6 separate regions of the Mus musculus genome follow, and regions 1, 2, 3, 4 and 6 are each linked to region 5. A link is a contact called in public ChIA-PET and HiChIP or PLAC-seq data. All regions are on one chromosome and are shown on one strand. Each heading gives the region's core, a stretch centred on a gene start, on an enhancer-like site or on the middle of the called end of the contact. The rest is flanking DNA. Distances are from core to core; before and after follow the strand shown. Region 1 holds the start of Gabpb2 (GA repeat binding protein, beta 2). Region 2 overlaps Prune1 (prune exopolyphosphatase). Region 3 has its middle 22 kb from the start of Anp32e. Region 4 has its middle 21 kb from the start of Gm30044. Region 5 holds the start of Gm52627 (a long non-coding RNA gene). Region 6 overlaps Vps45 (vacuolar protein sorting 45).

What was found. ChIA-PET counts read pairs in DNA pulled down with a chosen protein or histone mark. HiChIP or PLAC-seq counts read pairs in DNA pulled down with a chosen protein or histone mark.
Region 1: a FOXA1 HiChIP or PLAC-seq map of pancreatic cancer cells shows a contact between it and region 5. The contact joins the promoter of Gabpb2 here to the enhancer-like site in region 5. A contact is called at or near these places in 2 of 39 promoter capture datasets (liver and neural stem cells), 2 of 484 Hi-C or Micro-C datasets (CD4 T cells and embryonic stem cells) and 3 of 115 datasets of contacts at active chromatin or transcription factors (craniofacial prominence, effector CD8 T cells and pancreatic cancer cells).
Region 2: a FOXA1 HiChIP or PLAC-seq map of pancreatic cancer cells shows a contact between it and region 5. The contact joins two enhancer-like sites. A contact is called at or near these places in 2 of 115 datasets of contacts at active chromatin or transcription factors (extraembryonic endoderm stem cells and pancreatic cancer cells).
Region 3: a contact with region 5 is called in an RNA polymerase II ChIA-PET map of memory CD8 T cells, with 306 read pairs. The contact joins two enhancer-like sites. A contact is called at or near these places in 1 of 484 Hi-C or Micro-C datasets (embryonic stem cells), 2 of 115 datasets of contacts at active chromatin or transcription factors (memory CD8 T cells and microglia) and 1 of 9 other capture datasets (adipose tissue).
Region 4: a contact with region 5 is called in an H3K27ac HiChIP or PLAC-seq map of microglia, with 4 times the contacts expected there. The contact joins two enhancer-like sites. A contact is called at or near these places in 2 of 39 promoter capture datasets (hematopoietic stem and progenitor cells and liver) and 2 of 115 datasets of contacts at active chromatin or transcription factors (microglia and pancreatic cancer cells).
Region 6: an RNA polymerase II ChIA-PET map of memory CD8 T cells shows a contact between it and region 5, with 170 read pairs. The contact joins two enhancer-like sites. A contact is called at or near these places in 1 of 39 promoter capture datasets (liver), 1 of 484 Hi-C or Micro-C datasets (the G1E-ER4 cell line) and 1 of 115 datasets of contacts at active chromatin or transcription factors (memory CD8 T cells).

Annotation. Positions count from the first base shown.
Region 1 is chr3:95,214,600-95,219,673 of GRCm38.p6, reverse strand. It overlaps Gabpb2 (GA repeat binding protein, beta 2), which reads left to right and starts at 1,732. Exons shown (of 10, transcript NM_029885.1): 1 at 1,732-2,085; 2 at 3,406-3,460. It overlaps Mllt11 (myeloid/lymphoid or mixed-lineage leukemia; translocated to, 11), which reads left to right. Exons shown (of 2, transcript NM_019914.4): 2 at 1-1,130. Gm16740 (predicted gene, 16740) reads right to left here and starts at 2,217. Exons shown (of 4, transcript NR_108026.1): 1 at 1,616-2,217; 2 at 125-235.
Region 2 is chr3:95,265,393-95,270,083 of GRCm38.p6, reverse strand. Prune1 (prune exopolyphosphatase) reads left to right here. Exons shown (of 8, transcript NM_173347.2): 2 at 1,761-1,853; 3 at 4,464-4,666. Among named protein-coding and RNA genes, the nearest start is that of Prune1, 14 kb to the left of the region's middle. Within about 2 kb of position 1,988, at least 32 of the 459 cell types and tissues checked have an H3K27ac peak or open chromatin away from gene starts, as enhancers often do. A contact at or near this core is called in pancreatic cancer cells, where this site is marked.
Region 3 is chr3:95,949,126-95,954,020 of GRCm38.p6, reverse strand. No RefSeq gene overlaps it. Among named protein-coding and RNA genes, the nearest start is that of Anp32e, 22 kb to the right of the region's middle. Within about 2 kb of position 2,715, at least 443 of the 459 cell types and tissues checked have an H3K27ac peak or open chromatin away from gene starts, as enhancers often do. A contact at or near this core is called in adipose tissue, embryonic stem cells, memory CD8 T cells and 1 more, where this site is marked.
Region 4 is chr3:96,080,866-96,085,421 of GRCm38.p6, reverse strand. No RefSeq gene overlaps it. Among named protein-coding and RNA genes, the nearest start is that of Gm30044, 21 kb to the left of the region's middle. Within about 2 kb of position 2,506, at least 17 of the 459 cell types and tissues checked have an H3K27ac peak or open chromatin away from gene starts, as enhancers often do. A contact at or near this core is called in microglia, where this site is marked.
Region 5 is chr3:95,671,676-95,676,897 of GRCm38.p6, reverse strand. It overlaps Adamtsl4 (ADAMTS-like 4), which reads left to right. Exons shown (of 18, transcript NM_144899.3): 18 at 1-697. The coding sequence ends at 65. It overlaps Gm52627 (a long non-coding RNA gene), which reads right to left and starts at 4,726. Exons shown (of 2, transcript XR_003954671.1): 1 at 3,960-4,726; 2 at 656-3,877. Within about 2 kb of position 1,272, at least 274 of the 459 cell types and tissues checked have an H3K27ac peak or open chromatin away from gene starts, as enhancers often do. A contact at or near this core is called in adipose tissue, embryonic stem cells, liver and 4 more, where this site is marked.
Region 6 is chr3:96,030,571-96,035,212 of GRCm38.p6, reverse strand. Vps45 (vacuolar protein sorting 45) reads left to right here. Exons shown (of 15, transcript NM_013841.3): 11 at 1,390-1,548; 12 at 2,327-2,434; 13 at 4,086-4,207. Among named protein-coding and RNA genes, the nearest start is that of Vps45, 26 kb to the left of the region's middle. Within about 2 kb of position 3,077, at least 81 of the 459 cell types and tissues checked have an H3K27ac peak or open chromatin away from gene starts, as enhancers often do. A contact at or near this core is called in memory CD8 T cells, where this site is marked.

The DNA.
Region 1 (5,074 bases), core at 483-2,982, 460 kb after region 5:
ACAGGATTTCTAAAAGGCTAAGATAAGAAATGCTGCTGCTGCTTACAATGCATTCTCTTCCCCAGAAACACGCAGGCAGTTAAAGGTGGGAAACAAAGGAGTGGGATGAGGAAAAACATCGCACCGTTTCAGAGGTAGCTCCTTTAATATCCAGCTCTGCTTCCAGCTGTGGGTAGAAATGCTCAGAAAATCAGATTTGAGTCTTCACAGGGAAACTTCACTATGAGGATAATTCCTAAAAGACAAAAGATGTATCTGATCTAAAGAAACACCAGAGTATTATTAGGGGAATTTATATAAAATTGTGATTTTGTCATGGAACAGGCAGATGTTTTGGTCCTAAGTATTTTAGCTTTGCCTTTCTGTAGTTGCAGTATGTGATAGGAATCAGTGATTCCTGACACAGTTCTTTGGCCGCCATAAGACCGTGAAGTAAGCAGTTATGTTCAGACCCTACCCGTCCCCATTCCTTCCAAAGCTATTGCAGATGAATTGCGGAGCTGTTTATTCATTTATGGAATAAAGACGTTAAATCCTAAGTCTGGGGCTTAGTTTTTTCCATTCCAATGAAGTACTACAGATTTTACTCACACTTCCGAATCCAGCTTTCCCTTTTATCTTTTTTTCTTTCTTTTTTTTTTTAAGTGAAGCTTTTCTTTTTATTTTAAAAAGATTTACTATACTATATATGAGTACACTGTTGCACTCTTCAGACACACCAGAAGAGGGCATTGGGTCCCATTACAAGTGAGCCAACATGTGGTTGGTGGGGATTGAACTCAGGACCTCTGGAAGAGCAGTCAGTGCTCTTAACCACTGAGTCATCTCTCCAGCGCTTCCTTCTGTCTGTCTAATATTTGACTTTGAAGAACAATTTAGGATTTGGACATAGCTCAATGGTAGAAGGGCTTGCCAAGCATCTACAAGGCCCTGCTAGGGTTCCCCTGTAAGCAGCCAGTGCTCAGAGATTAGCCACGCCCCCCAGCCCATTATTAACTTTTAAATTTGTGTGGTTTTCTTCGGAGGCGGGCCTTGAACTCAGAGAAATCCACCTGACTCTGCTGGACTCTGCTAGGGTGGGCCTAGCACTTTGGTATTAAATTAGGAGACCTGTGCCTCCTGCTGTGATCAAAGGCGTGTTTGTTATTATTACTGATTTTAATTTTTAGTGTGCATTGGTGTTTTGCCTAAATGTATGCTTGCTTGTGTGAGGGTGTCAGATCTTGGAGTTAAAGGCAGTTGTAAGCTGCAATGTGGGTGCTGGGAATTGAACTGGGGTCTCCTAAGGCATTGCTCCAGCGTCCTGTTATTGATTTTTGAAAGGTTTTCTCCGAGCTTTCTCTCGGTCCTTATATCAGTTAAAATGGTGAACAGAAACCAAGATAGACTGGTAAATGAAAGACATGCAATTTCATGTCCCATCCTATTCTAGTCTTCCCCCCAAAAGTTCAGGGGTTCTTTCCTGACCTATATTCAGGACACTGGGAAAGTGTCCGGTCAGACAGGAGTGCATAACCAGAAGGTCCCGAATAGCGGAAGCAAGATTCTCCCCCAACCCTCAAGTTAGCCCGGCGTTGAACCAGCAGGAAGGTAGAGTGCGGACGCCAACACGCACCAGTAACCAGTTCCTCCGAGCGCTGCACTGGTTGGCGCCAAAACTACCATCTGCGTCCGTCCCCTGCCGGAACTATCCCTCACGTAAGCCACGTAATCGGTGATCCTGCGCCTCGCTAAGTAGTCCCGCTCAGGATGCCCGCGGTATACGTTTTTCCAGCTCACGAGGTCCTCAGTAGGAAGGAGTCGGACTCAGAGGTGCGTTGAGGTCCTGAGAGAAGGGCAAAGTGGCTCCGCTAACCCATTTCCTTCAGATTCCTCCGCCAGGACGTATAGTCACAGCGCCTTCACTTCCGGGTCCGCCATTTTATTGCCTCCATTTCTCCGTGAGGGGGGGTAAGGGCCCCCCCAAATATGCATATGTGAAAAGGCCGAAAAGTGAGGCCGCTGGCAAGGAGTCTTAACTAGAGAAAGAAACGGGACCAAACTGGCGGGCCCAGTGAGAGCGAAGCCGGCAGCGCTCCGGAATAGGTGAGGGGGAAAGGACACGCAGGGTTCCGGAGCTTCCGAACTGCGATGCAAGGGGCAGTGATAAGTGGCCGGCCCAGCCCGGCCAGGACCTGTGGGCGCCGGCCTGCACACTGCCGGAGCGGGGGTGGCGGCGGGGGGGAGAGGGACCAAGAGGAAGGGGATGCTGTCGGGAGGAAGGGGAGGGGACTGGGAGGTGAAGGGGGTGGGTGGAAGACCTGGGGCTGGGGAGCTGGACTCCGGGAAGCCAAGGCCACATGGGGTGACCACGAGGGGGCGGTGTGGCGCAGGAGTCCGGGCTGCCACTACAGACTGGGGCTCCCACTTGCAAGTTGGCGCCCCTGAGTTTGGCAGAGTGCTGATGTCAAAAACTGAGGGATATGTGACTAGGGAGGAAGTGGGAACTGGACTTTTCAAGGTCCAGTAATAACGTGAAACTTTAGTAAGTTCATAATGTGAACAAGAGCAGTCATGGACTTATATCCAGTTCTCAACACAGATGCTTGTACAGCTGGCCTCCCAGTGGGAATGTGTGGGGGGTGAGGGGGGGGAGAAAAAGAAAAAAAAGTACAGACCGAGAATTCTTCAATTGCTTTCTTTCTTAGCGTGCACCTCTTGTCACAGATTTCCTCCAGGAATTCTGCTGTCTCCCTCTTCCTATAAAGGATTTTCTCTAGTTTCCAATCCAATATTTGGGTCTTACTATGTAGTTTGGATTGGCTGCCTCACAGCGATTCTCTAACCTTAGCCCCTGGAGTGTTGGAATTACTGAGGTGAGCCATGTTTTTTGTACATGCTTTGCAAAGAACAAACCACCACACCCAAATGATAAACAAAAGTTATTATTCTTTGGTAATGGGCTGCTTTGTCAAGTGCTCAGGCACTCCATGGTTATTAAAATATTTATTGAAAGTTCTGAACACTAAGTACTCAGTGCTTGAGAAGAGGAGAGAGAAAGATCCAGGTGTTCAAGGCCAGCCTGTGCTACTTGACCCAGAAAGGTCTCCTGGTCTTGTTTTGTATTTTATTGGCTTCCTATTCCTAGGAGGCAGGGTTGGGAGTATAGCTCAGAGGCAAGTGTGAATGTAGCATGCCTGTGGCCCTGGATTCAACTCCTAGCACAGAGGGACTAGGAAGAGAATTTAGAAAAATCTTAGGATACACACTAGACAAACGCTCATGTGAAGTTTATGTGGATGCATATCCAGTAAGGGAGAACAGTTCCCCTCTGTAGCATTCAGAACCATGGGGTTGTATAGGTTGGGCAGGTGGAACTTAGCATATAAAGCCAGCGAGACTGACAGTCTTGAGTTTGATCCACAGAGTTGAAGGAGAGAACCAACTCCTGCGAGTTGTCCTGTGGCTTCCACATGCTATGGTGAGTGAATACACACAGAAACACACACAAGCTAATTAGTTAATTTCAATTGCCTATGTTATTCTCTGGTCTTAGGGTTCTACCAGCCTTTATGTATGGGGAGCTAGAAGAATGACCCACCAGTCTCCCCATAATGCTTTTTATTTAAAATACTTTATTACATTTTGTGTATGTGTGCTCACTTACACACATACCATGACTTTCATGCATGTGGAGATCAGAGGACAACTTAGAGGATGTGGGAGCCGGGCGTGGTGGCGCACGCCTTTAATCCCAGCACTCGGGAGGCAGAGGCAGGCGATTTTCTGAGTTCGAGGCCAGCCTGGTCTACAGAGTGAGTTCCAGGACAGCCAGGACTACACAGAGAAACCCTGTCTCGGAAAAAACAAAAAAGAGAGGATGTGGGAACTGGGGATCCATCAGGACACCAGGTTGGCAGCAGATATGTTCACCCACCAAGCCGTATATAGACCTCACTGATCTCCAAAATCATCGTCTTGCAAATGCATTTTAATCTAGGTAGATGCTATAGGTTAAATCAGGAGTGACAGGGCAGGAAAGAAGGCATGTCAGAAGTCATGTCCCTGTCAAGTAACCAAATATAAGAACTGTTTTCCCATAATTCTTGGCATCGGTTACTTTTACAAGGTCCGGCACAAGCAACTGCCCTCCTTTGTTGGTTTGAAACATGGTCTTATGACACTTAGGCCAACGTCAACTCATCATCATCCTGATTTAGTCTCCCAGAGTGCTGCGGTCACAGGCAGATGTTGTCAGGCCCGGCGTGACTTCATTTTCATCGTGACACACCTGCTCATGCTTGTTTCTAAAGAGTTTTCTCTGAAGACAGCTTTGATATGCCTGGTGCTTTGATCTCAACTATTCCTCATCACATGATGCTCTGTCCAGATTGGTCTGATCCGATCCCACGTTAGGAGAATGATGTCTAGAGTTAGTACCAATAAAGCCTTCAGAACCACATTTAAGCAAGAGGTGTAGAAGGAGTGGCTTTTAGGTCAGTCCTGCCTGGAGTCTGTTCTTGTCTTTGAGTTCCATATCCTCTGTGGGTCAGAGAAGTCCTAGCAACTCAGAAATGTTGCTCTCTGTCTTTTGTTGTATTTCTACAGAATATTGACAGCCAACAATTAAAATGCTTCATAGAAGCACAGTCAACAAGAACAAAAATTTTAATGAAAATTAGCTTGAAAGTTAAGCATTGTTTATAGGGTTCTCCATGAGTGATCAGTGTCCAATATCCTTTCATTATTAGGAGGCGCTGCTTGGAGTGTGGATTGGGAGGGCATGTCTAATTATCTTTGTTTAAAGAGAATAACTAGTCAGCACAATTAGGAGCACGTGAGCCCAGGCCTGGAAAAGGAAGCACCACTAACAATTGTTTAGGGCCCCACCACCTTAGGTCCCAAGCAGTTATCTCTTAAACCTTGCATCTTAGAAATACAGCAGGTACATGAATATCTTTTTTTTTTTTTTTTTTTTTTTTTTTTTTTTTTTTTTGGTTTTTCGAGACAGGGTTTCTCTGTGTAGCCCTGGCTGTTGTCCTGGAACTCACTCTGTAGACCAGGCTGGCCTCAAACTCAGAAATCCACCTGCCTC
Region 2 (4,691 bases), core at 739-3,238, 410 kb after region 5:
CCAACTCCCAAGTGCTGAGATTAACCAGCATGTGCCATTGCATCCAGCACGGTAGTGCTTGAAGTATGTGCCTGTCTATTTGGCTGTTATAGAGGCTGAACAGTCAGTTAGTGGGTGTGTAAGTATGTAGGATGATGTCTGAGTGAAAATAAAGCCCATCTGCTCTTAGAGATGCCTTAGTCTAAATGCATTTGAGGATCGTGGGCGCTCAGGAGATGAATGGGAACTCGGGTAATGGCCTCAGTTGTTCTGTCTCCCTCGGCATTATCAGCAGCTGGACTTTTAAAAGTTCTATGCCCTCTGTGCTGGCACACACACACACCTTTAATTCCAGCACTGGGGGGAGGGGGACAGAAGCCGGTAGATCTCGAGTGTCGTAGGGAGGTCATATCTCAAACCAAAACACAAAGGTTCCTGTGCGGAGATGGCCGTCTTAAGGTTCCTATTGCTGTGAGGAAACACGGGTCTGTTGTGGGAAATATTTTTAAAAACGATTGAACCGGAACGTTCCCGCGCTCGTGCCTCTGCCCTGGCAGCCTGGCTGGTCAGGCTTTCTTATAGAATCTAGGATCACCAGTCTGCCAGTAGGCTGGACCCTCCCAAATCAACCACCAGTTAAAGAAAATCCCCTGCAGGCGTGCCTGCGTGCGGCCCAGTCCTATGGAGGCATTTTCTTAATTGAGGCTCCTTCTCTCTAGTGACTGTAGCTTGTGTCAAATTGGCATAAAACGAGCCAGCACGATGGCTAAATAAAGTACTTATCATGAAAGTGTAAGGACAGAAGTTCAGATCCCCAGAAGCCATGTAAAACCAGCTGGTACAACAAGCACCCGTAATCTTAGTGCACCTACAGCAAAGCAGGATGGAAGCCAGAACCCCTGGGAACTTGTAGGCATGCTGGAGTGACCAAGAGATGCGTCCCCCAAAAAGAAGGAAGGAGGGGACCAACACCTGAGGCTGGCACCGTGCTTACATAGGCACACACTTGCATGCACACACAAATTCACTGAAATAAGTGGACATGACAGGCCAGCTCATGCCTCTCAGGTAATCCCAGCATCTGAGGGGCGGAGGCAGACGACGGATTCAAGGCCACTCAGGGCTGCAGAGTGAGAACTTCTCTAAAGCCAAGCCAACACAAATCTCCAGAGAAGTTGCAGCAACAGCAGCAGCAGCTCTTTTGCTGTGGGCTATGCGTTTACTTTCTTAGCGTAGCAGATAAAGCAATGAGTGTGGGTGAAGGTGCCACTAAGTCCAGGTCCCTGGACCACATGGCAGAGAGTCTGGAGAACAGCTCTCCCAGGGGTCAAACGTGCGTCATCAGGCAGACACCCTTATCCGCTGAACCTTCTTGCTGGTGAGAGATTATAACTTAGGGATGTAAAAATTATTCATGTAGTTTGAAAATCGGGGTGCTGAGTGGCTTAGGCCTGGAACCCCGGAGGGCGTGGCTTAACTGTCCATTTCCAGAGCGTTCTGATTGTGCTTACAGCGAGTGCCCGAAGAAGCATGAGCAGTCTGACAATGGCGTAGTGTTCCTCTGAGAGTTAGCATGCAGGGACACAGGTGAGCGGAGGGGAAAATGCATCTTTGGGATGTATATGGCTGCTTAAGGCCTAGCTTTAAAACTTAGGCCCTCTCTGCTGATCCCTGTCATGGTATCATCTCTGAGGGTCAGCGAGAAGATGTATGTGATGCCCCACTTGAGTGAAGTAACGGAAATACACAGAGATGGTTTATCAGTTCTCCCTCCCCTCCAGGATTCCAGGCCTCTACATGTCGTGCTGGGAAATGAAGCCTGCGACTTAGACTCCATGGTGTCTGCTCTCGCCTTGGCCTTCTACCTAACAAAGGTGAGTATAGAGAAACAGTCCCTTGGAGTGAAAAGATTTGGATCAAGGCCCAGCTCTGCCACTTACCAATGTTTAGCCTTGGCTAAACTGAAGTGAAATCTCATGTGGGTGATGACTCATGTGTAAGCCCTTGGAAGTGGGATAAAGGCCACTGTGTTTCATAGACAGACAGACAGACAGACAGATGTTGGAAGCAGGAGGCAAGAGGATAAGGGTCATTTTGTTTCATTAACAGATGGGGGGGAAGTGTGGGGAGGCTGGAGAGATGACTCAGAGGACCAGGGTTCAGTTATTCCCCAACACCTACAGGGTAGTTAACAATTTACTTTTCCAGTTCCAGGGGATCAAAATGCCTTCTTTTGACCTCCACAGGCACCAAGCACACCTATGGTACACATATGACACAGAGGCCAAATATTCAATATAAAACAAGGTGAATAATTCAGTAAAAAATCAAAGTTGGAGAGTGGCTGGGCTAGCTCAGTCAACAAAGGCCTCAGTTTGTAAGTCCAGAGTATGACCCCTAGAATGACATAAACAAAGTCAGATGTGGTGGCACTGCCTTCTCATCCCAGCACTAGGGAGGCAGACAGGCAGGTCTGGGGGCTCAGTGGCTGGCCAGCCTAGCCTACCTGTTGAGTTTCAGGCAAGCAGGATGCTGGTGCCTGAGAAATGACATCCGCGGTTGTCCTCTGAGCTCTACACGTGCTTATGCAGGTACACATGCACCGGTGCACAGCACAAAGGATAAAGATCCCCGAACTTTGTCGAGTACTGTGTTACCCTCTGGGACGTGTAAGACTGGTTTCGGGGATGTCTTTCTATTGCTGTGAAAAGACACTATGACCAAGGCAACTCTTTAAAAAGAAAGCATTCGTCAGGGAAGGGGACGCACACTTTTAATCCCAGCGCTCAGGAGAGACAGGTGGATCTCTGAGTCCCAGGGCAGCCAGGGCTACACAGAGGAGTCCCTGTCTCGAAATACAAAACAAATCAAAAAAGCAAAAGAAAGGAGAAAAAAAAGCATTTAATTGGGGCTGGCTTTACGGGTGCAGAGGGTCAGTCCACTGTCATCATGGCAGTGGGCATGGTGCCATGCAGGCAGGCATGGTGCTGGAGAAGTAACTAAGAGTTCTACATCTGGATCCACAGGCAGCAGGAAGAGAGAGCCACTGGTCCTGCCTTGGACCCTTGAAACCTCAAAGCCCACTTCTAGTTCTACATCATGCTTCCTCCAATAAGGAAGGCCACACCTTCCAATCCCTCTCAAATAGTGCCACTCCCTTGATAACTAAGCATTCATACATATGGGCCTAATGGGGTCATTTAAGCCACCACAAGGAATTTGCAAAACCATAAAGTTATGTTTAAATAGCTTATTATTGCGGTTCCTTATGGATACCAATGATCTAGAATTTATCTTTCCCAGGTTTTTTTTTTTTAATTGAGACAGGCTTTCATTTATTTCACATTGACACTGAACTCACTAGTCAGCTGAGGGTAGCACTGAATATTTAATTCTGCTTCTGCATCCTGTATGCTAGGCTTATAGGCATAAACCATCATATGGTGTATGCAGTGTTGGGAATTCCTAGGTCTCTTGCCTGCCTGGTAAGCATTATACCAAATAAGCTACATCTTTGCCAGCCCAGGTCAATTAGAAAGTTTTTTGTTGGTTTGTTTGTTTTTTCAAGACAGGGTCTCTCTGTGTAATATCCCTGGCTGTCCTGGAACTCTCTTTGTAGATAAGGATGGGCTCAAACTCATAGAGATCCACCTGCCCCTGCTTCCGGAGTGCTGGGACTAAAGGCTTGTGCCACCATACCCAGCAACATATTTACTTTTACTTTATGTGTATGGGTGTTTTGCCTGTATATATGTCTAAGCTCCAAGTGTGTGCCAGGTGCCCTCAGAATCCAGAAGAGGGCATCAGATTCCCTGGGACCAGAGTTATAAATGGCTGTGAGCTACCCTACCATGTGGATGCTGGAAATGGAACCTGGATCCTATTTCCTGTAGCTTGAAGTCTACCTAGGTCTTTTCCTTAAAATAGCTTGTTGACTTCCATGTCATTGCTAAGATGGAGGGCAAGGACCATTCTCTCAGAACATTAGGGTGCAGCTCAGTTGTAGAATGTGTGCTTCCATGGTCAAGGCACTCGCTCGGCTTGCTTATCCAGTATTTAAAAAAAAAAACAAACCATCCCTTTCTTTTCTTTTTTTTTTTTAAAATATATTTATCTATTATATGTAAGTACACTGTAGCTGTCTTCAGACACCCCAGAAGAGGACATCAGATCTCATTACAGATGGTTGTAAGCCACCATGTGGTTGCTGGGATTTGAACTAGGGACCTCTGGAAGAGTAGTCAGTGCTCTTAACCACTGAGCCATCTCTCCAGCCCCATCCTTTTATTTTCATAGGCTTGATAATTGTGGCCTTGAGAAGTGGTAACTTACCCAAGGTCATGTCTTCTTTGGCCTTCTGTTTTGCATTTGTGTATTAGGGAGAGAACTCAGAACCCAACCTCAGGGTCAGAGTTAGGGTGGGGGTTACTTTTTCTTGCATTTTCCTAAGCCTTATTATGTCTTCTTTTCAATTCTGTAACCAGACGTCTGAAGCTGAAGACATCTTTATACCAGTTTTAAATATAAAGCGTTCTGAGCTTCCTCTGCGCGGGGACAATGTCTTCTTTCTCCAGGAGGTTAAGATTCCAGAGCCAGCCCTGATCTTCCGGGACGAGATTGACCTCCTAGCCCTGCACCAGGCTGGCCAGCTCACCCTCATCCTTGTTGACCACCATATTTTACCCAAGTAAGTCAGTGAAGGACACTCGGCC
Region 3 (4,895 bases), core at 1,466-3,965, 280 kb before region 5:
TGCCTCTGCCTCCCAAGTGCTGGGATTAAAGGCGCTCACCAGCACCACCTGTTTCCTCCTTTTTTTTTTTTTTTTTAACTTATTATATGTAAGTACACTGTAGCTGTCTTCAGACACACCAGAAGAGGGCATCCCATTTCATTACAGATGGTTGTGAGCCACCATGTGGTTGCTGGGATTTGAACTCAGGACCTCCGGAAGAGCAGTCAGAGTGCTCTTAACCACTGAGCCATCTCTCCAGCCCCTGTTTCCTCCTTTTTAATAGGACTGCCAGGAAATGTTAAAAACATCTGTGGCTTGAATTCTAGCCAGCATTGTATGTCATTTCAAGAGTGCTGATCTAGAACACAGACCAAGAACTATTGCAAACGTACAACCTCCCTACAAATGAGTACATCAACACACAGGTGTAGACCCCAGTAACTCTCCCCAGCACATCCCATGAGTCACAGTGGGTGGGCATTGCAGGAACATGGTGAGGTGCAAAACAGACGATCAGACCTTCCCTGAAATGAGCAAATGAAGTTCTAGCGTCCTGTCAGCCTCCTGGGTCCAAGCTGTCAGTGCAGCCATTTCCCTGCTTGCTCTTTCTCTCTGGCACAAAGGGTCTGCTCAGACTTTGTTTGGCAAGGCTGGAGTCATGAATTATTCACTTTGCTGTCTACTGTGCAGGTGCCTCAAGCACAGGTATCCATGTTTGTTAAACAAGATGCCTTTAACAATAGCTGGATCTGTGCATAATTTGGCATTTTTTAATCTGTGAACCACAAATGACTCCCAAAGACTGAACACACAAAGACTAAAAGGAAAGCAAATTAGAGTGACAGCTGTGACTACCCCACCCCCACTGCTGTTGCCTTCCTTGAATCCTGGGGCCAGTGCACTGAAGCCTAACTTAAGAAAAGGATACACTAATTAGTGTTTATGATCAAACTCACTGAAAAGATAACAGAGGTCTGTCTCAGCTTTTGAATCCTGCTCACCAAGAACAGAATTCATCTGTTGTGCCTCTCATATAGCATTTTGAAGTCTGGGTTATGAAAAACAAGAGCTACAGAAATAAGCTATAGGAACAGACCATATACGTATGTAGTTTGGAGGAAGTGACTGGGTACCGGTGACGGCCCATTCTCCCCCTGTAAACTGGCAGGCACCACAGATCATCTCCTTTATCCACCAATAGTGAGGTGTTAGTCAATAGAAAAGAGACATTTAAAAACTTGCAGCAATGGTGCACACCTTTATCTCAGCACCTGGGGAGGCAAGTGGCTATCCCAGTTCCAGGCCAGCCTGGTCTACAGATTGAATTCCAGAACAGCCAAGGATACAGAGATACAATGTCACAAAGTGGGCAAAAATCCAAGTGTTTTACCACCTCTCCTTCTTCAAATAGCAGGGACCAAACCACTAGCTTTGTGCTACACTCTGCTCCATCCTTGTCTGTTTGAGGATAGGACTGGCTATGTGGCCTAGGATGGCCTGCAGTCCAAGACCTTTTCCATGTTTCTCAGACCTCCAAAGAAACTTCTACTGTACAAAACAAACTGATGCAAACATTCTAAAGTGGTTCGTTGGTTCTAATAAAAAGGATTTAAGGATGATTTTACTTTGATACTTTTGACAAACTACCTTCAGCTGTGATTGACTAAAAGACGGAAAAATAAGTCCTAACTCTCTCTGTAATGGACCTTTACAAAGTCTCTCTGTTGGAATCACTCGTTCGGTAAAGAAAGAGCCTTCGTGTTTTTTGTTTGTTTGTTTTTTCGAAGCAGGATTTCTCTGTCCTGGAACTTACTTTGTAGACCAGGCTGGCCTCGAACTCAGAAAATCGCCTACCTCTGCCTCCCAAGTGCTGGGATTAAAGGCGTGCGCCACCAAGCCCTGCTGTCTTCCTGTTTTATGTGTAGTCTCGGAGTCGGTTTTCTTCAGTGCTTTCTCCCAGCACCTGCTCAACTTGACTGATGTAGTTTTAAGTTTTATCAATTAGCAGCAGTTCCAGGAGTAGGGAAAGGGGATGGATAGATAGGAGGGTTAGCTCCTGAGGACAAGGTCAGTGAAAAATGTGTACAAACAAGCTGGACAGTGGTGGCGCACGCCTTTAATCCCAGCACTCAGGAGGCAGAGGCAGGCGGATTTCTGAGTTCGAGGCTAGCCTGGTCTACAGCGTGAGTTCCAGCACTGGCTGCTCTTACAGAGGACCAATCCCCAGAGGCTCCCAAGCATCTGATACCTCCGAGGGCACCAGGCACACGAGTGATACACACACACACACACACACACACAAGACATTCATACACATAAAATCTAAATTAAAACAAACAAACAAACAAAAAAACTAGCCCTCACCGGGCAGTGGTGGCGCACGCCTTTAATCCTAGCACTTGGGAGGCAGAGGCAGGCGGATTTCTGAGTTCGAGGCCAGCCTGGTCTACAGAGTGAGTTTCAGGACAGCCAGGGCTACACAGAGAAACCCTGTCTCGAAAAAAAACCAAAAACAACAAAACAAAACTAGCCCTCATTTCTTTAGAAGACACATAACGTTGCTGTTTCCGATTACTGGCTAACCAGGGTTGGGCGATAGTCTTCAACATCAGGCTTTAGAATGATGCAACACTGAAATTGGGAATCATTAGGCAAACGTTGCGAGACCCGAAGGACAATGAACAGCGTAGAGGATCCCTGAGGTCCGTGATGCGGAAACTCCAGAGCCGTGCTTCCGGCGCGACTGCGCATGCACGGGAGCTCTGACAAGGGATGGGGCGGGGGTTGGGGGGGTGGTGGAGTGAGGCCGAGCCTCGTGACCAGAGCTGCGGCCCAGTGGAGTTTAGAAAGGCGTCCTTGTGATGGGATTCGGTCAGGTCGAGTCTGTCCCTTAGCCCCTGGGGCAACCGTGTCTCACTCCCAGGAGCCCAGGCCTGGCAGGTGCATCCGACGTAGTCGATCTGACGTCACATCCGCCTTCGCTAGCTCCGGAACGAGTGCTCGATTTGCAGTTCTGTCCTAAGTCCTGTTCTTGGCGGACCCCAGCAGGGCGCTCTGCTGTAGTAGCAGCAATTAGAAAACGGAAAATAAAGATTGGAAGCTCGGGATATGCCCAGGGACTGCGGCAGAGGACTGACTTCCAAAAGCATTTAGATAAATGGCATGACCTGTTCAAGCCTATCAAGACCCGATACGTGGCAGCACGCTGGCTCGACCCGGGGATCGCGGTGGGAAACGCGACCTTAGAAGAGTCTCCTTAAAAGTTGGCGTCTAGCGCAGCACCTCCTGCGAACTGCAGCCCGGGAACCCCATATTCCGATATATACAGCTTTATTACAAAATAAAATCTGTAAAATCTTATAGATGACTGTGAACATCCACTTCTGTATTTGCCAGGCACTGGCATAGCCTCATACAGCTATACCAGGGTCCCTTCAGCAAAATCTTGCTGGCATATGCAATAGTGCCTGGGTTTGGTGGCTGATTATGGGATGGATCCCCTGGTGGGGTAGTCTCTGGATAGTCCATCCTTTCATCTTAGCTCCAAACTTTGTCTCTGTAACTCCTTTCATGGGTATTTTGTTCCCTACTCTAAGGAAGAGTGAAGTATCCACCCATTGGTCTTCCCTCTTCTTGATTTTCTTGTGTTTTGCAAATTGTATCTTGGGTGTCCTATGTTTCTGGGCTAATATCCACTTATCAGTGAGTGCCCCCAATAGAGAAGCTAGAGAAAGCACCCAAGGAGCTGAAGGGGTCTGCAACAATAGGTGGAACAACAATATGAACTAACCAGTATCCCCAGAGCTCGTGTCTCTAGCTGCATATGTAGCAGAAGATGGCTTAGTCGGCCAACACTGGGAAGAGAGGCCCCTTGGTATTGCAAACTTTATATGCCCCAGTACAGGGGAATGTCAGGGCCAAGAATTGGAAGTGGGTGGGTAGGGAAGCAGGGCGGGGTGAGGGTATAGGGAACTTTCGGGATAGCATTTGAAATGTATATAAAGAAAATATCTAATAAAAAATCTGTAAAATCACTTGGAATTCGAATTTTTTAAAATTCTCATTGTTAATCTTATCCAGAAAAATAATCTAATCTACAAATAATTCTCAGAGCTGCAAAGATGGATTTAACTCAATATTCTCAGAAAAGGGGGGGGGGGGTTGGTGGGATAGTGGCTTGCCCGCAGGTGGGACGGTGTCCATTGGCTCCTCGGCCATGTAATACCAGCACTCTGGTAAAGCAAAACTGTTTGAGGTTAGCCTAGGCTAGACTAAGATCCTACCTCACAAAACGTTTGTTGTTGTTGTTGTTTTTTGTTTTGTTTTGTTTTGTTTTTTCAAGACAGGGCTTCTCTGTGTAGCCCTGGCTGTCCTGGAACTCACTTTGTAGACCAGGCTGGCCTCGGACTCAGAAATCTGCCTGCCTCTGCCTCCCCAGTGCTGGGATTAAAGGGGTGTGCCACCACGCCCCCCCCCAAAAAAAAACTTTTAAAGCAGTTTCATTTACAGGTCTTTATTCATTCTAATAATCCTGACAGCTCTCTGCATGGGCGTGGTGCTTCCAAAAGTAGCTAAGCGTGTGCCCTAATATAAAATCCCAACCTTATTAACATTGAGGGTTGTTTTTGCTTAAAACAAAACAAAACCTCGATTTCATGTTCTCTAGTGTGAAGTTTGTAAAAGCCAACACCGATCATATGTCGCTATCAAAGATTGTATGCTCTTTTCTCTGGGTGGAGAACCCACTCCGCCCTGTGGAGTGACCCTGCCCAGGAAGTCAGTCATAGGCAGTGCGTAGGGTTGAGATTATGGCCCTCTTACAGTCTATGTATTTAATGGTGGATGCACATTTCTCTAAGGAGGCATCCAAATGATGCTCTCTCTCTCTCTCTCTCTCTCTCTCTCACACACAC
Region 4 (4,556 bases), core at 1,257-3,756, 410 kb before region 5:
TTTATACCTGCGCTTGCTTTTCTTTCTGTGGCACTGGATACAGAGCCCAGGTCCCCACTCACACCAGGAAGAGCTCTGCCTGACCAAGACCCCCAGGACCTAGTTATACCCTTATTTGCTTTTGTCACTTCAAAGTACATCATAAGTATCTTTCCACAGCTTAGTCTTCAGCAGTATACTTGTAGACAAACTTCCTAAACCCCACTTGACCACAGTCCTCACCACTCCCTATACCATCACACTCAGTTACTTGATAACCATCTAAAGGCATGCGAGACTTCTGTACACCCAAACATGATTTGTAGCAATTGCATATTACTTCCTTTGTGTTATGACCATTCCTTCCTCCTCTTCTTTCTCTATCTCCCTTTTTCCCTCCTTCTTCCCCCCTTATTATCATTGTATTATTGAGAATCAAACCCAGAGCCTTAACCATGCTAGGCAAGTACTCCACACTCGACTATTAAGATACATACCTAATCCTTTTCTTTTTTTTTTTTTTAGATTTATTTTTAATTGTATGTATGCCTGTGTGTCTACATGTGAGTATGTGCACATGAGTGCAAGTGTCCTCAAAGGCCAGAAGAGGGCGTTGGATCCTCTGGGGCTGGAGTTACTGGCAGCTGTGAGCCACTTAGTGTGGGTGCTGGGAACTGAACACTGGTCCTTTGAAAGACTGATACCTGCATTACTGCTGAGCCACCTCTCCAGCTCTACCACCCCCAGCCCTTATTCTTAGCCGGCCTCTATTGTTAGACATTTAAGTGGTCTAACTCATTCTCACGCATGGAAGAATGTGCCCATCCACCCAGCCTTGAGAGGCTGATTCAGACCTTGTGTTCGTCACAGCCGCTAGCCCACCTAGGGTGGAATCTTCCTATCAGGGTAAAGTCCATTGTCCTGCCACATCTGCTGCTTCCTCCAAGACTCCACTACCTGCTGAGAGGCTGAACTTGTTTTCCTGATGAGATCCTGGCAAAGTGGGGGATGGGTTCCCACCCCTTTATAAGCTCAGGCTCATAGTAAACATTGGTCGTTAATCAGAAACTTTGTCTTGGTCTCATTCTTCTCTTGCTGTCTACCCACACAGCCCGAGCTTTCCGTTCAGGAACCCAGGAACCCGCGGCCGCTGGTGGCTCCAGAAGAAGTCTTTTTATGTATGGGTGTCTTGCCTGCATGTGTGTCTGTACATCACATGCTGTATGTGTGGTGCAGCAAGGAGTCCAGAAAAGGGGATTAAATCCCCTGAAACTGGAGTTACAGTTGGTTTTAAGTTGACATGTGAGTACCCAAAACTGAACCCAGGATTTCTGCAAGAGCAGCCAGTGCTCTTAACCACGGAGTTATTTCTCCAGCCCAGAATCTTAACCCTGATCTTCAGTGACATCCACGATTATTGAAGTTTCCCTATGCTTCAAAGATACTGTTAGTGGTATGTAATTAGAGTAAGAGACAGAATATTTTTGGTCTCTGCTAACCTCTGTCATTAAAACCCAGAGTTAGCATGAGTCTAACTGCTTTTAGGTGTCACCTTTTGCTTGTCACGGTGACCCTCACAAGATCAGCATTATTCAGTATTGTACTGAACAGAACTGAGGGTCGGATGGGTTCAAGAAATTCGCGTAACATCAGATATGGTGGGTAGTGCATGACTGTAACCATACCTGAGGAGGCGGGAACAGGGTGATTGTGAATTTGAGGGTGGCCCAAGAAAAATAGTGAGACCCTATGAAAGAAAAGAAGGGAGGGAGGGAGGGAAGGAGGGAGGGAAAGAGAAAAGGGAGGAAGAGGAAAATATTGTGTGAAGGTATATAACAATAAACATAAAAGTCAAAATTCAAGCCCAAATTAAAATTAAAGCACATATCTAGGTACCTCTAATAATTCTCTTTTGTTTAGCACTTTTATTTAATGCTTTGGTTTTTTGAGTATTTTGTCTGCCTGTATGTATGTGCATAACATGTGTGCCCGGTGCTCATGGAGCCCAGGAGAAGGCATTGGATCGCTTGGTACTGACGTAGATGGTTGTGAGCAGCTATGTGGGTGGAGACCCAAACCTGGGCCCTCTGTGAGAGCAGCAAAGTTTTAAGTTTAACAGCTGAGCCCTCCCTCCAGTGCCTTGCTTAGCACTTTTAGTTTGTTGTAAAGGCATCCATATAGAATGGCCCTAACAAGGGTGTGGCTACAGCGAAAAGGCACTGTAACCAATTCATAGCTTAGGCCAGGACAACAGCGCTCACCAGAGAATGTGCAAAAAACAAAGGACCCAGGACCCATTGTGTTCTCCCGAGGTCGGAACCAGCACCCTATCGCTCTCAGAACTTAAAATCGCTCCCGTAAGCACTTTCAGCTAGATGTAGATGAAAGTACTATAGATTTTCCGCTTGCTTAGGCTTCTCTGGCTGCAGCAGGAATGCCAATGACAGAGCCGTGACGGGCCCTCTGGCCAACTCCAGCACAGCCTCATTCAGCAAGTTTGTCCTTTTTCTGCTGTTGCTCCCAGCTGACAGAGCTACTTTTAAAAAGGAAGTCATTTCTGCAAACCCATTTGAAGCAAGCTCATTCCTCTCTGGTGGTTGGCAGATAAGACTCTGGCAGAATAATCTAGAAATCTCTCTTCCAGCGCTAAAATAGAAGTGCTTGAGTTTTTAGTTGCTTTTTGCGTTGTTGTGCTGGTAAAGTATAAATATATTAGCAGGCCTTGGTTTATCCAAAATAACATACTTTGGATGTTGCAGTTTTTAATTTTATAATTAATAATGGATTTTTAAGATGTCAGCGCACTTTGCAGCACTGAAATTCATTGCATGATTAATTTAAGCAGCTTTCTTCATACATCACCCTCTTAATAGCCATCTAGTACTTAAAGACTTTCTGATGAACAACATAAGCTAAGTGTAAGAAGACAGTAAGCACTTGAATCCGACTAAGGGGCAGAGGGCGAGTACAGGATGGGGGTCATGGATACCCCAGCAAAGTAAGGACATTTGGAACACTTAGTGTCCTCTAGCATTGAACTATCAGTCTTTAGAAAAGAGAAAAAAACAGTTTGACACCCCATCTTGAGAGTGCTCATCAGCACATGTCTCTGTGAGCCTCCTCCTGTAGGTTACATCTTTTTTTGTTTTTGTTTTTTTGCTTTTAGATTTTTTTTTTTTTTGAGCACATGGAAGAGTGTTTTTGTCTGCAAGGACATGTGTGCCTCACATTGCTTGGTACCTAGAGAGGCCTGAGCAGGGTGTCAGGGGAGGGGACCTGGAATTAGAGGTGGTTGATTGCCACCATGTGAATGCTAGGAACCAAACCAGGTCCTCTAGATGAGTCAGTGCTCTTGACTGCTGAGCTAGCTCTCAAGCCCCCATGAATCTCTGTTTCAACACAGGATACCTTACCATGAAGATTCTGGCCTCAACATACTGTTGGTTTTATCATCATCATCATCATGGAGATATGAAAGATTAAAATGCAGAAAAATTGCTAACTATAAAAAAATGGGACAGTCATTGACATCCATAGCTGACAGTTGTAATAACACCCTTCTCTTCCTGTGACTGAAATGGTCTCTGCTTTGTCTCCTTCGAGCAGCCTCCACAGAACTGCTGGCCAATAGCGATAACAGCAGGCACTCTTGTTGCCTGGCCTTCTGATGTCTCAAAATCAAATATAGCGTTTATGCTTGTCTTATTCAGGGTCTCTATTCCTGCACAAACATCATGACCAAGAAGCAAGTTGGGGAGGAAAGGGTTTATTCGGCTTATACTTCCATGCTGCTGTTCATCACCAAAGGAAGTCAGGACTGGAACTCAAGCAGGTCAGGAAGCAGGAGCTGATGCAGAGGCCATGGAGGGATGTTCTTTACTGGCTTGCCTCTCCTGGCTTGCTCAGCCTGCTCTCTTATAGAACCCAAGACTGCCAGTCCAGAGATGGCACCACCCACAAGGGGACCTCCCCCTTGATCACTAATTGAGAAAATGCCTTACAGTTGGATCTCATGGAGGCATTTCCCCAACTGAAGCTCCTTTCTCTGTGGTAACTCCAGCTGTGTCAAGTTGACACAAAACTAGTCAGTACAATGCTTTTAATAAGAAGGGCTGGAGAAGTGTCTCAGAGGTTAGGAGTACATGCTATAATTCCAGAGCATCTGAGTTTCTTTCCCAGAACCCACCTCAAGCAGGTCACAACTGCCTGTAGCTTTAGCTGTAGGGGGATCCAGCACCATCTTCTGGCCTCTGTGGGTACTTGCGGGTGCATGCACACATACATACACAATTTAAAGGGAAGCTTTTGTTATTGTTTTGTGGGAGGAGGTTGTTGTTGTTTTGTGATTTGTTTGGGGCTTTTTGGGTTGGTTTGTTTGGGATGTTGTTGTTGTTGTTGTTGTTGTTGTTGTTGTTGTTGTTGTGTTTTGAGACAGGATGATCTCACTATGTATCCCTGGCTATCCTGGAAATAACTTCCTATATAGACCAGCCAGGCCTCAAACTCCTGGAGAGCCACCTGCCTCTGCCTTCCTCGTGTCGGGATCCAAAGTATGTACTACCATACCTGACAAGAAA
Region 5 (5,222 bases), core at 23-2,522:
ACACAACTACCTGCTGCCGCTCTTGTGCCCATGTCCTGGAGCAGTCCCAGCTGGAACCGGCTTGAAACGGGTCCCAGAGACCCTGCCTTCGTGGTTTTCTTGTGCCACCCACTGACTAGCCCGCTCTGTACCCTCTGGCTTTTCACCTGGTCTCAGCCTTGCCAGAGGGATCCTCCAGGGTGAGAGACCTACAGTGTGATAGCTCAAGAAGTGTACCTGACCTGCCTGGGGGTCTGTCCTGTGTATGTTTATCACTTCCACAAAAGCAGCTTGAGAAAGAATAGGAAGTGGGCGGTGCCTGTATCCCTCATGCTTTTCTGGGCTGGGGAGAAAGGGGGAGAGAGCAAGGTTATATTTCCACACTAATCTGAGCTACATAGTGTGTGTCCCCCAGAAGTTCCAGGTCTGTGCCCCAATCCTCGTCTCCACATCTTCTAAATTACCCTGTTGTTCCCATCCCTGCCTTATCTAGTCTCTGTATTCCTACCTCCCTCATTAGCAGGGGCAGGGATCAGCCACTGCTACCCTACCTTACTGGGGAAGGACCACACCTCTCCAGGGCAGGGACCACTTGTGTCGAGGGTGAAAAAGAGAAACGTCAGCATAAGACATCCTAGCCCCAGTCGCCACTTCACACTGAAAATGATGCCCACCCCAGAAGTAATTTATTTTTTATTAAAGTTGGTTTTGACATAAACATGCTCTTCGTTATGTTCATGGGGACCCCACCATCCGAGCAATGTGAGGCCAGATGTGGTGTGGGAAGAGGAGCGGCATTTAGGGATGGGAGGAAGATGTGGTCCTCATGGGCTGTGGAGTGAGCTTCAAACCTGGGGCAGTCTGGATCAAGGGCCTAAGATTCTGTCCCACTACAGATCTGCAGATGGCTTACTGGCCACTAGAGGCCGCTACTTTTCCCAGTTTAGGAGCAGTAATGGGTGCTTGGATCCCAGCAGAGAGCCTGTGGTGGGCTTTTGGGTAGGCTCTTCCTGTTGTCTCTAGGAATCCAGCAGAACTTTTCAATGCAGGGCTAAGCTGGCTTGTGTGCGCACGAGCGTGGGGCATGCATGTTGCTTTTCAGGTTCTCTCGCTCTGGCCCTGTCTCCTCCTCTTTTACCCACTTCCCTGCTAGATGCCTGCTTACTGCTTTCCATGGGTGCATGGGGTGGTAACTTTGCCCCCTCTCTTTGCTCAGCAAAATCATAGGAGCTTGGCCCGCATGACTCTGTGACTGCAGGAGGAGGGAGGAGGGGCCAAGGCAGGACCAGATGTCCTGCCAGAGACACATTCCACAGAGATGTCTCACCAGGCCTCCTCCCTCCCCCACCACTTCCCTCTCCCTGTGTGTTTCTTTCAAAGTAAATAACTTGTTAAAGGTGGAGTGGACAGCCTTCTCCAGGGTCCTCTTCCCTGGCCCCTACAGTTGGTTCTGAGGCCTGACTTTCTTGCTGCCGATGCCCCGCTGGAGGCAGCCTTGTTCTGTCTGTGCCTCTTCAGACAGGCTGAGTATGGCCATTAGTAAAAGCCTGCAGACAGTTTTACTACTATTTTCTGAACACAGCTACACTCCTTGGATACCAAGTTCCCCTAAGAATAAAGTTGTTCCACTGTAGCAAACCCTTTGCTACATTAGAAGGGTACAAAGCTCCCTGCCTTGGGACTTAGGCTGTCCTCCCGCTGGATGTGGCTGAGCAGGAAGATGACAGCAAGCACAGTGTAAGGGGACTGAGTGGGTGACAAAGGAGGGGAAGGAAAATTAACCCCGGACAAACGGCTGAGGCGCCTGCTTAATATATCAAAGTGGACCTGACAGTCAACAGGTTCTCCCAGCATCCCTCAGTCGCTGTTACAAGGGTATGACTGGCACACCCTGTCTCCCAGCCCACGGGACTGGACTGCCCCTCCCTTTATAAGCAACCGTCCTGGCTACCTGCCCCTTTTGTACCTTTGGCCTACTGGTAGCTGGACCTGGTTTCTGCTCCCTTCCCCTCCCCCCTCTCCTCACAAGGTCAGGATCACTCTGAACTCTCCCAGATGTGGCTGCCTCTGGCTTTGTTCTTCTGATCTACTGTAAACTTTCTCCTTCGTCATACCTAGGAGCAGTCATATCTGTTCCTTTTTATTTCTTTTTTTTTTTTTTAATTAAAAAATAAAGCCATGGGTGATCCCAGCACGTGGGAGGCTGAGGCAGGAAGATCACAAGGCTAGCCTGGGCTATACTTGTGAGACCCTTTCCCCAAATACACCATGAAAAAAACCTGACTTTGGCCCAGGACAGGGGTTCCACAAGGAGGCTACAAGAATGCCCTGCCTCTGAAGAGGGTCAGGTGTGCTTCCTTCTTAGGTGACCCTGGAAGGACAGGCAAAGATGTAGGGACCAGAGAAATGGGGCCCAGGAGTCAGCTTCCAGATGCAGGCAGTGAACACAGAGTCCCCGAGCAAGGGAGGGGTGGCTGCCCTCCCAGCCCGCCCATCAGTTCCTGGAAACAGGGCTGGGGTGGAGGCCACAGCTCAGCTGACTTCCCCTCCCTTTTGAGGCCTCTTAGGGTTGTTGCTGGGCAGGTTTAGATTTTGGTCTGGGCTTGAGAGCCAATCACAGGTGGAGAATGCAGCCATAGCCCTCAAGGGTTCCCCCCAACACCTCCTTTCTTTTTCTGATCCCCAGAGCTTCTCGCCTCTAGCCTGGGGGGTGGGGGGGGAGGGGGCGGGAGCGGCGGTGTCTGCCCTCTACTCCTCACTGTAAAGAGAAGTCCCTGCAGTCCTCAGTTCATCTGCAAGCAGTGTGGGGTCAGAGCAGACGGTTCTGGGAAGGAAGGCGGGCCTGCCTTGAAGCACCCCTTTCTCTGGACCCCTAGAAGGAGCGGTGTGGCCAGACGCTGCTTTGTTGACCTCTGAAACTCTTTGGAGGGTCTGAGTAAGGAAGTTAAAACCCAAAGGGCAGATGGATGCGGTGCAGCCCCTGGCTTGCTGCACTAGGGGGAATTTAGGGAAGAACTTAGAGGAACTGGACCTTTGAGACTTGAGATGGGGGTGGGGGGAGTGATGGGAGCAAATGACATGCACGCAGAGAGCAAGCATGCAGAGGCCACTGCATGGCCAAGGAGTCCCCACTTCTGAGTGTCTGCTGCCCAGAGAGGTGGTTCTAGTGTACAGACGAACTGTATGGTCTGTAAGTTCAGCGGTGTTGAAGTGCGGCTGGGCGACAGAGTTTACTTGGCATGCATGAAACCCGAGGCCCTGCATTATTTTTTAAAAGCTCCCAGTGGTTAGGGGTCCCCTCCCCCTTACTTAAACTTCCTAGGGTAAATACCCTCTCAGTTTAAGCTGCAGCCTTTCTACTAAATTTAGCGACTAGACTTCCGCATCCCCCTTAGCCACCTGGTCAGCAGGAGCGCAGCTGCAAAGGTGGACCTGATGGAGTTTCAACACTCCCTCCCGGGCCACTCATCAAGACTTCACTTTCTGCTCAGCAGGTCTGAGGTTGAGCCCAAAATACTAGGCTGCTGTCCAGGGCTTGAGTGTGTCTGTCAAGCCGGAGCTTGTGATCTTCCTTGCCCATGGCTCCAAAGTGCTGGGCATGTGTCACCACACCAAAGCTAAAGTTGACAGACTGCTTTCTCCTCTCTCACCAGTGAACCAAGCCAGGGGCCCTTCTCTTGCAGCCAGGGAGCAGCACCTTGTTAGAGGGGTCTGTGGTCTGAAGAGAACTAAGTGGAGGTGGGGGGATTCCTCTTCACACCAGCACCCCTCAAAACCACCATCCCAGGGCTGAGTGGGGGTGTCTTGGGAGAAGGGTTTGCATGGTGCAGGCAGGTGGGGAGGCGAGAAAAGCACCTTCTTTGTACAGGAAGTAGAAGTCTCAGGAAAGTACCTAAGCCTGACAACAAGAGAGAGAAACAGTCTGGGTTAATCTCAGCATACCTAGCACCTGTCACCAACCTGGGGTTGGGCTCCTTTACCTGGGAGATGGGGCGTTGGGGAAATTCCAATGGAGGATGCTTCAGGTCTGAGGCTGGAACCTGGGTAGGGCTGGCAGGGAGCATCAGCTGTGCCTGCTTCAACCCAGGGAGCTGGGGGCACTACCCATCTCTGCTCTCACATCAGAAGCAGAGGAAGGATTATCAAGAGTTCCAAGCCAACCTGGACCACAGAATAAAACCTTCCCCTTTACTCCCCGTCCCCCTACACACATAACAAAAGGAAAACAGACCCGCTCGTGCATTTCCTGTGTGAGAAGCAAGCCCTGTTGGTTCAGCTGTGAAGGAACCACCCCCAGTGTGTGTGTGTGTGTGTGTGTGTGTGTGTGTGTGTAAGGCACATGCATGTGCCACTGCTGCAGCAGTGCTGAGCTCAAGGGACAACTTCCAGTGCTCTCTATCTCATGGGTCCTGGGGATAGAACCCAGGCCACCACACTTGGCAGCAAGTGCCTTTCCCTGCTGAGCTCAACCTTCGTGCTGGCTCCACATTAGATTCTGTTGCCATAAGAGAGTGGTACACTATAAGCCTGGCTCCCTATGGTAAGGGGAGGCCCAGGATAGGATGGACAATGGAACATGAGAGATGCCCAGTCCATCTGCCCTGAATTACCTGACCCTATTCCATAGTTGGCCTCCCTGTCCTCCCTAGAGCTGACCATTGGCTGATACCGTTTTGTGGTTTGTTTGTTTGTTTTGTTTTTTGAGACAAGGTTTCTCGTTGTTAATAGTCATGTCTGTCCTGGACTTGCTTTGTAGACCAGGCTGGCCTTGAACTCACAGAGCCCACCTGCCTCTGCTTCCTGACTGACTGCTCTTCCAGAGGTTCTAAGTTCAATTCCTGGAAAGCACATGTCAGAACCATCTGAAATGAGATTTGATGCACTCTTCTGGTGTGTCTGAGGACAGCTACAGTGTTCTCCCATACATAAAGTAAATAAAATCTCGGGCAAGGAAGTAAAGGGTGTGCCACCATGCCCAGCAGTTCCCCTGTTTTCTGTTGTTCTTAAATGGTTTTTATTTTATGTGCACTGGTGTCTCTGAGAGGTATTCCAATCCCCTGGACTGAGCTGTAGACAGTTGTGAGCTTCCACATGGGTGCTGGGAATTGGACTCTGGAAGAGCAGTCAGAGCTTATAAGCCCTGAGCCATTTCTCCAGCCCCTGTGATTCTGTGTGTGTTGTAGAACAAGAGTGACAGTAAAGTGACAGGAACGAATGGGCAAAGCTGTGCTCCCACCAAGATT
Region 6 (4,642 bases), core at 1,828-4,327, 360 kb before region 5:
AGCAAGTGCTAGCAAGTACCCAGACAATCTGATGACAGAGCGGGACCCTGTCACAGAAAGCCAGCATTCTAAATTAAGTACCACCGTCAGAGGTAGCTCCCCAGTGTTTGCACTTGGAAAGAAATCAGCCCAGCTCTGCAGCCTGAAGCTTGGAGATCATGTTTTTCTTTAGGCTCTAACGTCTTAAAGATGTTTGTGTTTTACGGAGATTAATTTTTTCAGAACTGAAGATAGCAGCTAAGGCTGTCTTCCTCAGTCAGTTTGGGGTTTTGTATTTTGTTTTGTTTTTGTTTGATTGCAATGAAATATCTTTGCATCCTCCGAATTTCCCAGGCACTTAGCATGGTGGGAAGTGGGCCAGATCCTAAGGTAGAAAACTGTAGACTTCTTGCAGAAAGCCTCTGTGTAGAACTTCTGCCTCTTCTTTTGTGGACATGTTGGCACCGTGTCCTCTTTAATCCCGCGGAAGCCTGTCCATGCTGAAATTTGACGTATGAGCCAATGTCTTCTGTGTTAGCCGATACATGCTCACATGTCTCAGTCTTACAAAGCTAAAGTACTTTGAAACAACATGCTTCGTGCCAGAGTGGCTTCTGTTCGTTTCATCCCTCAATGAGGCTGTGAAGACATCCCTCAGTGAAGACAGAGGTTGACTCAGACATCAGCATTTTCCCGACAGTGCCTGGCGTGATGCCTTCCGGGGCCTAAAATGTGTTCTTGGCTTAAATTATGTGCTCTGCTATATAATAAATACAGGATATAATAATTATTATGTTATTTAATATAATAGTTATTATATTATTTAATATAATAAATAATAAATATATATATGTGCCATGCAAGAAGGCCCTTAATGTGAGGCTGAGAGAGTCCAGGCATGACTTGGCCTGTCCCTTTGCTTCCAGCATCTGCCTCTTAGATCCGAAGTTCTCCCATTTAGAGATTGCATGCTGTCACATACACTTGTTTCTCTCAGCCATCTTGAGATGTGTTGTGACCTCTGGTGTTTCTTGGGGATTAAATCCGGCCTGTGTAACTCTGCCAGGTCATGTCTATTTGGATACAATGGGATGAGCAACACTAAAAGAAAGACGTCTTTAACCAGAAACTGGTCATTTCTGTGCTCTGTACTGACTGAAGTTGAAGTAGTCTGCACTCCTTATGCCACCAAGGAGATGACTTGGGAAAGGCAAGAGAAACGGTGGCTGACTCCATCTTTCCTACGGCTATTACATGGGGAATTATTTAGTCCTTCCACTAAATAAGAAGCAATTGCCATTCTGTAGTTGAAACATGATGGCGTGTGTGTCCGCTGAGCTGTGTCTCTACCACTCTTACACAGGAGGCCATTCAAGTGAAAGCACTAACATTGGTTCTGTCTTTCTTCAGAATGTGAAGAGACTCCTGCAGAATCCGAAAGTCACAGAATTTGATGCAGTTCGCCTGGTGATGCTTTATGCTCTACATTACGAGCGCCACAGCAGCAACAGCCTGCCAGGACTCATAGTGGACCTCAGGAGTAAAGGTGTTGCTGAGAAGTATCGGAAGGTAACCTGATGAGTGTGCTTATGTGTATTTTATTGTACTAGAGATGGTCTCACTCTGCAGCCCTAGGGAAACCTCACCCTTAGGTCCTCCTGACTCAGCCTCCCAGATGCTACGATTACTGCCATGTGCTTACTCTGTTGCTAAAATTCTTTCCCAGGGGGAGATTTAGGCAATGTCTACCCCCTCCTCCTATGATCCCAAGAACAAAACCAGTCATGGTTCTGCCACAGTTTATTGGAGTTCCTGACAAAGCACAGGTGAGGGGTGTGGGTGCTCCTCTCCCTGGGAAAGCCTTTACCCAGCAGGGATGCGTGCCCCCCCCAATCCTGCAGAGATAGTGTTCCCCTTCTCTAGTTCCCCCTCCCTGTGTCCCCTTCCTGAAGCCATATGCCATTAAGGCAGAGTTGCATACAACAGGTGGTTAGGAGCAGCTGGATAATCTGGTGGGTGGGGCACACGCAGTCACAGAGGCCCGCAGAGAGGAGTCTTTAGCAAGGGCACAGCTGAGCTCCCTAATGGCAGTTGCTTGGCTCAGAGAACACTCACTCACAGCATAGCACAAAACCCAATCCCAAATTTATATAGTAAGCCCAAACCACAGAAGCCACGTCTGTTATAGTCTCAGCCCCAACAAAAAATACATCATATACTGTTTATTTACAAGGTGCACAGTTCCGTCCTCTCGTGTCTTCATTGCCCTAATAAAGTTATTTTTTATGAAATGAGCTTCCTGATACCTAAGCAATAAAAAGTTGTTTCTTCTTTTTTTCTTTTATAGCTTGTGTCGGCAGTTGTTGAATATGGTGGTAAACGGGTTAGAGGAAGTGACCTCTTCAGTCCCAAAGATGCTGTGGCTATTACCAAGCAGTTTCTCAAAGGACTGAAGGTATAGCTTTAGTCTGAGTGTGGCTGATATGATTCTAACAGTATATTCTGAATTGTAGAGCTATGTCCGCCCAGTGAATCCACAAAGGACAATTTCTTGAAACGCTGCCTCTGTGCTGTAGTGTGCCTGCACTGCCAGGGAGCCGAGCGGGACTGATGCAGTGACGGGTCACTTCCAGGAAGTGTGCACAGTTCTGCCAGTCACAGCTCTTTTTCCCGTGTTTGTAATTTAAACTGTATTAAGCTAGTGCTTGCGCTCACTCTCTCTCTCTCTCTCTCTCTCTCTCTCTCTCTCTCTGTGTGTGTGTGTGTGTGTGTGTGTGTGTGTGTGTTGGTGGTTTGTGGTTTTTCTGTTTTTTGGTTGGTTGGTTGGTTTTGTTTTTGAGGAGTCTCATGTAGGGCAGGCTGGTTTCAAACTCACTATGTAGCCAAGGATGACCTTGAATTTGTCCAGCTCCCAAGTTCTGGGTATACACCACTACAGCAAGTTTATGCTGTGCTGGGAATAGAATTCAAGGGTCTATGCATGATAAACAAAGTCTGCCAACTGAGCTGCACCTCAAGCCCACAAGCTTCTCTTTGAAGGAAATTCAAGAGAAAGCACAACCATCCGTTGCTGGGAAGTCAGTCACACAGACAGAGGACAACAATAAGTGTGGCTCACTTTCTCCACTCACTAGTGAAGTCTTGGCCACAGTTAAGATGGTCTTTCCATGTGAGGTAACATAATCAAGGCAATTCCTTACAGGCATGCCTAGAAGTCCATGGACCAGGTAATTCTAGAGTCTGCCAGGCTGACAGTGCCTTCACGGGGCTCTCGTAGGCCAGCTTTTTACTTGGTAGGAAGCTTTTCTGACGGCCCCCCCGTGTTCGTGGGGTGGGGGGCACTGTACCAGCGGCACCGCTTCTCTGGCCCCTGGCCTGTTCTTAGCTTTCCATGAGTTTCCTGGTGTTCTTCTACCCTATGGCTTACCAACTCTGCTACAGGCCTTTCTTTTTGTTTCACAAAGAATGAGATTCAGACAAGATAAAAGATTCCAGATTTTTAAATTCCTTGAAAAGTTTATTGAAGCCATATTGAAAATAACTAGCCTTAATTTAGTACTTTTTTAAAAAATTAGTACTTTTGTAAGATTGGAACAATTCTGTCTAATTAAAATAATTTTTACATATTCTAAAGTTCTAGACTGGGGAGATGGTTCACTCAGTGAAGTGATTGCTGCTCAAACTGGAGTTTAGATCCCCATCAAATACATAAAAGTCAAATACAGTGGTGTGTAACTGTACCCCACAGTGCTGAAGTGTGTGCATAGAAGGGGGAGGGGACCCCCTCAAGCTCTCTGGCCAGCCAGTCTAACCAAACCTGAGAGCTCTGGGTTCAAGAATAGAGCCTGTCTCGGAGATGATGGTGAAGAGGCACTGAGGAGAGCAGCCAGTGCTGACCTCTGACGTCCATGTGCGTGCACACACATCCACACCTTTACTTACACACAGACACAAATGTCCTGTTGGGGTCTGTTTGATTTCTATCCAGTTCCAGTTTGATTCTATCCCATAAGGCTTCCATTGAGTATATGTTCCTTTTCTGATGTATCATTACTGTCATATTGCTAGCTTCCCCAAATAACATGAGAACCATTTCCATATTTTAGGGAGTGGAAAATGTGTATACACAGCACCAGCCTTTCCTGCATGAGACCCTGGATCATCTCATCAAAGGAAGGCTTAAGGAAAACCTCTATCCTTATTTAGGCCCCAGCACACTCAGAGACAGGTAAGGTAACAAAGATTAGAAATAAAAACTAGGATCACAGAACAAGCCAGAGAAACTGGAAGTGCCCAAGACATCCAGATCTTGGCCTTAGAGAAACAACCTGCCATGTAGGGACAGTGGGCACTACTAAGAGCTGGGTTCCGAAGTCCTGTGATTGTAAAAACATCTGAATTCTGCCAACTGACTTATGCTTAAGATGGGGTCCTGGACTTAGCCTGATTCTCAGTTGGTAAATCTGTGAGCAGTGAACTGAGATCTAATCTATGCATGAACTTGGGACCTACAGAAACTACAGATCTACAGACTGTGTGTCTTTACGTGTTACAAACTGTCCAGTCTTAATTATCAGAGTTCAAGCTTGGTCTGGCATTGCAGGCTGAACTCCTAGGTAGTGCAGCAACTGAAACAGTAGGATGGCAAATTCAAGGCCTGCTG